Linked DNA regions of Hordeum vulgare: regions 2 and 3 are each linked to region 1. A link is a contact called in public Hi-C data. All regions are on one chromosome and are shown on one strand. Each heading gives the region's core, a stretch centred on a gene start, on an enhancer-like site or on the middle of the called end of the contact. The rest is flanking DNA. Distances are from core to core; before and after follow the strand shown. Region 1 holds the start of LOC123410150 (phosphatidylinositol-3-phosphatase SAC1). Region 2 has its middle 78 kb from the start of LOC123409382. Region 3 holds the start of LOC123409382 (TOM1-like protein 5).

Region 1 (2,878 bases), core at 98-2,597:
TTTTATTATCTACTAAGCTGGACGCAACTTTCGTTATTTCAAATATCATCCCACCTTTATATTTGTGCACAACATCACTTATCATGTTGTTTCTCATATGGTATTGTTAAAGATTTCATATGATTTCTTGATGTCGTCCAGTGTGTATGGAGGATGATTTATTTTCTCCCGTTGCAACGCACGAACATTTTTGCTAGTTGATAATAACACATGCTGTGACAAAACCTCATTTTCAGAAGAACACCTACATCCTTTTCGAAAAGAAAACAATACTAATGACAATAGGTACATTGATGTACATCACCGACGACGGACGACTCCGTTGTTTGGTTGGTTGTATGACTCTTTGGTTTCTGCCATATGTCGTTATCTATAAAGTCGGGCATGAGCTTTTATCAGACATCATCAGCCAGTTAACAAGAGAAGCTGTAGATAATACACTGCTTTGACTGAATGAATTCACTCATTCGGAAGCCACACATCCGAATCAACAATCATCGATGAACCATCCACATTTATGCATAATATTCTTCTGTTGACCCGTCAGCCCAACATTAGGATCCACAACTGGACCCCGTTTTCTTCTTGTCCTCAGCTCTCAAGTTTGCAAACTGTCGGGTTGCTGTCATGCAACAAGATGATGCCCATGGGGCATGAAGGCAGTTTTCCTTTAGAAAGACAGAGGGAGATGAGCGTTGCTGTCGATCTATCAGCTTCTCCTTCCGCGCAATTCAGTTAGCATTGACACAATGTTGTTGTGTTTGTCTCGCAGCGATGACACGGATGCGGTAGTCCCGTTGACAACAACAAGACTACCGCATCCGTGTCATCGCTGCGTGGATCGGGGCCGGCGACCGACGGGAGGACCGGGGCGGCAGCGCGGGGAGCAGATCAGGGGCTGCTCGTGGGTGCGGGAGATGAAGAGGACCACCGCCTCCCACGTGCCGATGCCGGTCAGCCCGAAGGTGCCGGTGGGGAGCCCGCCGGTGGAGAAGCGGCGAGAAGGCCCCTCCGACGGGAATGGATAAGCCGGGGAGGGGGGTTATGTAAATCCGAAACGTTTTTAACTTAGAAACGTACTGCGGGTTGAATACCGAAAAACAAAGGGTGTTTTTGTAAAAATGCCGCGACGGACGGCAGAAGCGCTGCACGCTTTATTATTAGGGAGAGATAGATAAGATTTGCGAGGAAGGGGTGATAATGACGGCATGGCTTCGCTTGCTTTAGTATTTGAAAAAAATAAAATCCCAACATCATGACCTGCGGTAGGCTGAAAGCGAACCCCGAACATGCAACGTGATACAGTTCATTCCATAATACGCTTTGTACATTAGAGAAGAGGGCGCCTTGACCAACATGGTCACGGGTTTCACGGAGGACGCCTTCAGCGTTCAGATACAATATCCGTAGTGCCTTCTTCCCCTTTCCGATCGTCCCCTTCCACCCCGTCTTCCCTTGCGCGCTTCGATCGGGATCGATGGCGGCGGAGGCGGACGACCCGACGGCGGCGTCAGCGACGCTGGAGAAGTTCCGCCTCTACGAAACGCGCGCCGTAAGCATCCATTGCCCCCCCTTCTCCCAACCGCACGCCCGGCGGAATCGCTCGCTCGCCAGCTTGCTGAATTGACGCGTCGGAATTGGCTGTGCTGGCAGAGGTTCTACGTGATCGGGAGCTCGAGGGAGAAGCGGTGGTTTCGGGTGCTCAAGATTGACCGCTCGGAGCCGTCGGAGCTCCACCTCAGCGAGGACCCCGTCTGGTACTCCCAGCAGGAGGTCAAGAGCCTGCTCCAGCGCATCGCCGAGGGCAACCGCTCCACTGGCGGCCTCACCTTCGTCACCAAGGCCTACGGCATCGCAGGTGCCCCGTCCAGAACGTTCGTTCGTTCATTCATTCATCCTGTTGCACTGGATTGGATTGCGTTGCATTATTAACCTAGCTCGCTCTACTGATCCCATGGAAATTTCATTCTTAGTCCAGGCGAATTTATAATTAAGCTCGACTAATTTGTTCTGTTAAAGCAAATGAGTGTGTCATAAGATTTATTTTGTTAGAAATCAGAAAGCCTTGTCCAGTTGGTCAATGCCTTTTGCTGGTAATTTTTGTGTGGTTTCTTTGTACTGGAAAATTAAGTTAGTATGATAATATTATCAGCAGATTTACCATGTCAGGAAGTGCGGGTAACTTATTTTAGTTGATAAATTGTCTATGTATTGCAAATTGGCTGTGATTTCATTCCAACCAATCCCTGCTAGTTTTATTTCAGTTGGCTCGTCATAGGAAGGTGCACTTGATGCCGTCATGTTTTCTTTTGTTTGCTTATGAATTCCAAAAGAGGAAAAATCTCCCTTGGATCTATTGCCAACAACTTCCTTGTTCCTTACTAGGAATCAAGGCTCAGAAAAGCTCTAGGCGTAAATTCTTAGTTTGCTTCTTCCCAGCACCTGTCTCACGTAAACACATGAGTAGGCATGCTTAAGCGCACGCCTATCAGTGCTTAAGGCTACACATTCTGCTGTCACCTAGCGCATAGGCACGCGTAAGCGCACGCCTATGAGTGCTTAAGGCTACACATTCTTCTGTCACCTAGCGCATAGGCATGCTTAAGCGCACGCCTAGGAGCTCTTTTTTATAATTGCTAGGAGTAGTTCCTTGTGGAGACAAATGATACCAACTGGCTATCTGCACAATCAGAGGCTGGTAACGGAAATGCGTAGATAATAATGATGTAAACTGAGAGATAATTCATTAACCTCTGAATCCTGGTTATATTTCTTTTGCAATTTGGTGACCGCATTCTTTGCCAGAGGACCCACATACTCCCATCTTTTTTTGAAGTCTTTGTTTCTGTTGCTATGTAGGTTGCATCAAGTTCTTGGA
Region 2 (2,878 bases), core at 199-2,698, 230 kb before region 1:
ACTTATTTTAGCTTAACTAAAAATAGTCTTTTTAATAGATTAAAGTTTCAAGCACCCCTGACTAAAGAGTGACTAAAACTAGTCTTCAGACAAAAAAATTTAGTCAAGGATACCCACACTAAAATGTGGATTAGTCATTTCTCCTCATTTAACTCATCTTTTTTAACAAAGACGAATTCTGGATTGGAGGGTTTGGAGGATAATAAATGTCCATTAACTTGATTTTTAATCTCTTTAGTATTTGGGGAACGCTACGCATCCGTCGGATGATTTTTAAAAATTATCCATCACCTAGCTAGCCGTCGGATGCCGATCTAACGCCCTGCATCCCCGCCGCATGGTCAGTAGTTATTTCCTGAAACGATGCTCGAGTTGCGGAAACTTTCGCTTTGTTGCAAGAAATAAACTTTAGATCCGTTAATTCCTGAAACAACGGTCGAGTTTCAGAAACAATTTGCTTGTTGCAGATTTTTTTTCTTCGTCTTCCTATAACATAGGTATTTTTACGGAAGAATTTTTTGCAACAACGGTCAAGTTTCAGGAATTTTTGCAACAAGCCTCCCTGCCTCCTTCTCGGAGCGAACCACGCGCCAAACACGCCCCGAGCTGCATCCGCAGCCGCAGGAGCTCCCGCTCGCCGCTGGTTCCCTCCGGCCGTCGCCCCGCATGTGTCGTCGGCAGGTCGCCGGAGTGCGCCGCCAGCTGCAGCCCCAGCCTGCAGGGAACCACCGCGCCGCCTGCCCCTTCGTCGCGCCGCCGCCGTCCGGCCCGGATCCGACGAGGTCCGGCCGGATCCGCCGCCCTCATGCTCATCGGCTGCCTCGCCGCCTCTCTGGCGCCGGCATCCTGCTGCCGGGAGCACGCCGTCCCCCTAGCTCCCGATCCATCGGGATCGAGGGAGAGCCCCGGCATCCTGCTGCCTGGAGCACGCCGCCGCCCTGGCTCCCGATCCATCAGGATCGAGGGAGAGCTCCGGCATCCTGCTGCCTGGAGCACGCCGCCGCCCTGGCTCCCGATCCATCAGGATCGAGGGAGAGCCCCTCCTGCTCGCCAGCAGCGCGCTGCAGGAACAATGTCCTGAAACAATGGAATTGTTTGAGGAAAACGGCTTGTGACCTGCCGGCCACGGGAACCATTTTCAGCCGTTAGATGCGCCCACGTGGCAAACAAAAGAGGTGATGGATGCGAGAGCAGGATCAGCCGGCTGGAAGGTAACGTTTCCCTTAGTATTTTGATCCTAGCATGAGTGAAACTAGTAAGTTTTAGTTCCATTATTTTTAATCATGTAAAACGTATCAAGCACCCTCTAAAGCATCAATTGGCCGGCCGACTTATAGTTAGTGTATTAGTTGGACTTTTTTCAGCTGATTTAGTCTTGGGATAGGGACGGGCTTTGCCAATGCTAGGGCGACAAGGCACAAGGGAACAAGGAGGCCCCCGCGGCTAGCCTGTGTGTGTATCCGTTGCGCAGCTGCGGAAACAGCTGGTGCCATTACTACCGATGTTGACCTAACATGACCCAGCTGCACTAATTAATGACCAGCTGCCAGCCATCAGCAGCAGATCTATTGACAAAACAAACTTTTTAATGATCAGCTCGGCAGAACTATTAGTGTATGTACTGTAGCATCACACTCGAGTTTAATAATTAACTAAGGGCAACTATAATCTGAATCCAGAAAGGCGCTCAGCACCTAAAAGAATCCGTTTCAAGGAGTTAGCCGCAACTAACCACACTAAGATACTCCCTCCGTCTCGGTGCATTAGGAATAATAATCTTAAAACGCTAAGGCACATCACAGTAGTACTAGTTGCATGCATATTAATTAGACCCCATCTATTAATTGAAGGACCAATGCATTCAATTTATGGGTCATGTTTTTTGAATTTGAAGAGGTCTTTTAATTAATATCATGTTTTTAGTAGAGAAAGGAATAGTGTGATTGGCTTCCTCTATAATTTCACTTATTCTTCAATCCAATCTCTACATGCCTAGGTTGCAGTGCACCTTCTAATATGCCTAATGCACCGAAACGGAGGGAGTACTAGCTCAAGAAGAGTCTAGGAAAGTTAATAATAGGGATTTTATTGAAGATGCTTATGTGAACATCTGGATTGATGGATCACTTAGGAGTGATTTACAGCGCCACGACAATTGACCAGCATCCTCGATCGAAGGGTGTCGGCCGCAAGCTGTCTTTCTCGACCGAAATGACCTTCTCAACCATCTTTATCATAAAATAAATTCATCATGGAAGTATTTTATGGTCTGAGCTTTTGACAATGTCACAGCCCGCGAAATTATTGTCCAACATAAAATGTCGAGTTAGATAGCGTTTTTGTCCTTGCACACTGTTCGTGACACGCGAAAAACACCGAGTTGGATGCCATTTCTGGAAACGCCATTGACCTTGACGTTTGTGGAAACGTCATTGACCCTCGCGTTTCTCGAAACGCTATTGAACCCCACCATAGGAATGCGAGGGTCAATGGCGTTTTCAGAAACGGGATCTAGCTCGACGTTTTTGGCATGTCACATACATGTGCCCGGCCTGACAGTGGACAAGGGCAGAAATGCTATCTAGCTCGGCGTTTCTATGTTGGGCAGTAACATCGCGGGCTATGGCGTTGTCCAAAGGACCACATCATGAAATACATTCATGTCGAGCTTATTTTGTGACAAAGATCGCTGAGAAGATCAGAATAGTGATTTTGTCCCCGTCTTTCGGCTCATCTACCGCTATCCCATGAGATTTCGCAAAAAAAGAAGATAATTGCATGTGTCACCCTCGAAGTTGCTGGCGAGGTCCAATTTGGTCCACGAAGTTGAGAAGTGATCCACTACTGTTCTGATATACGGAAATACGTCGTCACTATG
Region 3 (2,878 bases), core at 166-2,665, 150 kb before region 1:
CATGGTCATAGGAACAAATACTTGACACGCAGAAAACAGTAGCAACAAAATGACACGATCAACATGCTACGTCTATTAGTTTGGGTCTAGTCCATCACATGATTCTCCTAATGATGTGATCCCGTTATCAAGTGACAACACTTGCCTATGGCCAGGAAACCTTGACCATCTTTGATCAACGAGCTAGTCAACTAGAGGCTTACTAGGGACAGTGTTTTGTCTATGTATCCACACAAGTATTGTGTTTCCAATCAATACAATTATAGCATGGATAATAAACGATTATCATGAACTAAGAAATATAATAATAACTAATTTATTATTGCCTCTAAGGCATATTTCCAACACCGAGTTGGTCATTGGACCATGAGCACGCAATTCCTACTCCTATGTGTCATGGGATTGAATCTCGCTTTTCGTAAAGTATGCGCTGACCATTTCAACTTTTTTCCGGTTCAAAAGCCCTGTTTATTCACCGGTTTCCTAGAAAACCGAATGGTTTGACTGATTTCCCTCTGTCCAATTACAAAACGGTTTTATTAGCTTAAAAAACTTTAAGGTCATTGCTTCTTGGTTTTTTCGGGTCTGACTGTCGGTCCGGTCCGATTTTTAAACTACAGACACAACATGTCGATCTAGATATATTCGTCTAGCCCCATGTGGCCTTGCTGAAAAAGAAAAGCCCCTCAACATGAATTGACGGAAGTGTGGCCCCGCTTCATGAAGGCGGAGACTAGCGTTGCCGCTTCATTTCCTGCCCGAAGACATAATATGTAGCTCTGCCGTTATGAAGAATTCATTCCACAATTTTCTTGGCCGTCAATGGTCGAGGCAAGGCAAGGCACCACCAATCTGTCCGCAAGGTGCGTTCAGATTGAATCCTATTTAATTTAGACTTTTTTGTCATGAATAATTTATTATTGAGTATACAAGTTGTCACACAAATATTTCGAAGTTAGTTGCTCCTTTGAAATTCAAGTGTTGCTCCTTTTTTTTGTTCCCATAACATCCTGATAAGCACGTAATTTTATACAGTGTTTGAATTCATCCATATATATTTCGTTAAAAAATATATTGATACCAGAAATTTTAGGGTCTATTTTGCATTGGGGCCAAATTTTTTGAGATGACCATGTAAACCAATTGACCTCGTATCTCATTGCTCCAACAAAAAATTGGTAGGACGTTATAAGCTACAGTAACTCAGAGGAAGTAGACCACATTGTCGTTTTCAGTTATAATTTCGTACACAAGATATAAACTGATTGGCTTGATTTTTTCATTAAAAGTTTTCCTTGGACGACGATGTTGACAACGGTGGTGATAGTCCAATACCTGAAAAGTCAGGGTGCAATCTGCAAAACGAGAAAACTGTATTGAAATTTGCAAATAACCTCATCTTCCATACCCCTCTCCCTCCCCCTTCCCCTTCCTTCCCAGTGAGATCACTGCGCGAGCCACCCCCAGCCATGGCTCCTCCGCCGCCGGCGACGATGCACTAGGGACGCTTCTCGACTCAGTCGCGGCCGATCTGGGTTCGTGCGTGCTATGTTCGCTTTTCTTTTCTCTCTCTTCCCCTCGAAGTGAGCGATCTTGTGGTGGTAGATTATCTTTTCTTCTTCCTTGCCTGAAAGAATGTTCTTTGTGTGGTGCTCGCGGGTTGCGGAAGACTTGATGTTTATGGTTTAATTAGCGCCTCTGTCTACGAAAAGAGGGATTTTCCGGTTACTTTACTCATCTGCGTCGTGGAATCAGGTTTGGATTAGTCCGGAGGGGGAAGAAAGATTGTAGATTGAACGCGTTCAAGAGAGTCTGGAGGAAATGGCTTCAGAAATGGTGAAGGCGGCGACGAGCGAGAAGCTCAAGGAGATGGACTGGGCCAAGAACATCGAAATCTGCGAGCTCGTCGCTCAGGATCCGGGGTAATCTTGCCGTTCCCTTGCATACTACCCCCTTGTTAAGAAATATTCAGTCATGCGTGTAGCATTGCAACTTCTTGCCGGTTCAAAGATTTAGTTTATGATTTTGCAACATAGTAGCATATCATCTCCATGTTCGCCCCCCCCCCCCCCCCCCCCCCCAAAAAAAAAAAAATCATCCCCGTATTTTCTTGAGTGGACCGTGAATCGATCTGAAGGAGCGGTCAGTTCTTCTTGGCGTGCAGATTTTTCTTTTATACATCCATGGCTCTTAGGTTGCCATTTGGAATGACGGCGTTTAATTCCTCGAATGATCCTTTTTTTCTCTCTCCCTGTTACTTTCACCAGGAAAGCGAAGGATGTGATCAAATCCATAAAGAAGTGCATAGGAAGCAGGAGCAAGGATGCTCAACTTTATGCTGTCATGGTGAGTTATATGTGCCGAATTAGCCTCTTTGTGGTGTGGTTCCTTGATCAGCTGCTGTGTTTGGGGTTATAGATTATTCATACGAATCTCTTATAGTATTCTTCATAAATATCCGGGACATGTAAGAAGATAGGGACCATCTGTGCCTCTGCTATTGCAAGACAAAACTCAGCAAATCCTTTATTTGGTTCGGTGCAAACCAGCCTCCCTGGGCCCCTGATCATTGCTTTGTTATAAAAGAGAGCACAGAGGTGCCTAAGATGCCTTGTCTGTGTGGTCAATTGTGTGATGTTGATCTATTTTGCTCTCTCACTGCAACTAAATAACTTAACATATACCAAGAGAATTAGTAAATCCATTTCCACTTATAACCAACATCCTTTTATGGTGCTATTTCTTCCAGCTGTTGGAGATGCTCATGAATAACTGTGGAGAGCCTATCCACAAGCAGGTCATTGATAATGGGCTTCTTCCGATACTTATCAAAATAGTGAAGAAAAAGGTGACTTCTTTTTCGCTTATTGTTGGAGGA

Evidence for each region. Hi-C and Micro-C count contacts between places; a contact is called where the count stands out from the background.
Region 2: a contact with region 1 is called in a Hi-C map of leaf, with 2.5 times the contacts expected there. The contact joins the enhancer-like site here to the promoter of LOC123410150 in region 1. A contact is called at or near these places in 2 of 6 Hi-C or Micro-C datasets (leaf and seedling).
Region 3: a contact with region 1 is called in a Hi-C map of seedling, with 4 times the contacts expected there. The contact joins the promoter of LOC123409382 here to the promoter of LOC123410150 in region 1. A contact is called at or near these places in 3 of 6 Hi-C or Micro-C datasets (leaf and seedling).

What each region holds. Positions count from the first base shown.
Region 1 is chr7H:436,910,873-436,913,750 of MorexV3_pseudomolecules_assembly, reverse strand. LOC123410150 (phosphatidylinositol-3-phosphatase SAC1) reads left to right here and starts at 1,347. Exons shown (of 16, transcript XM_045103045.1): 1 at 1,347-1,552; 2 at 1,654-1,858; 3 at 2,860-2,878. The coding sequence starts at 1,478.
Region 2 is chr7H:437,138,306-437,141,183 of MorexV3_pseudomolecules_assembly, reverse strand. No RefSeq gene overlaps it. Among protein-coding and RNA genes, the nearest start is that of LOC123409382, 78 kb to the right of the region's middle. Within about 2 kb of position 1,448, at least 2 of the 3 cell types and tissues checked have open chromatin away from gene starts, as enhancers often do. A contact at or near this core is called in leaf, where this site is marked.
Region 3 is chr7H:437,060,423-437,063,300 of MorexV3_pseudomolecules_assembly, reverse strand. It overlaps LOC123409382 (TOM1-like protein 5), which reads left to right and starts at 1,415. Exons shown (of 10, transcript XM_045102304.1): 1 at 1,415-1,535; 2 at 1,756-1,922; 3 at 2,268-2,346; 4 at 2,750-2,848. The coding sequence starts at 1,822.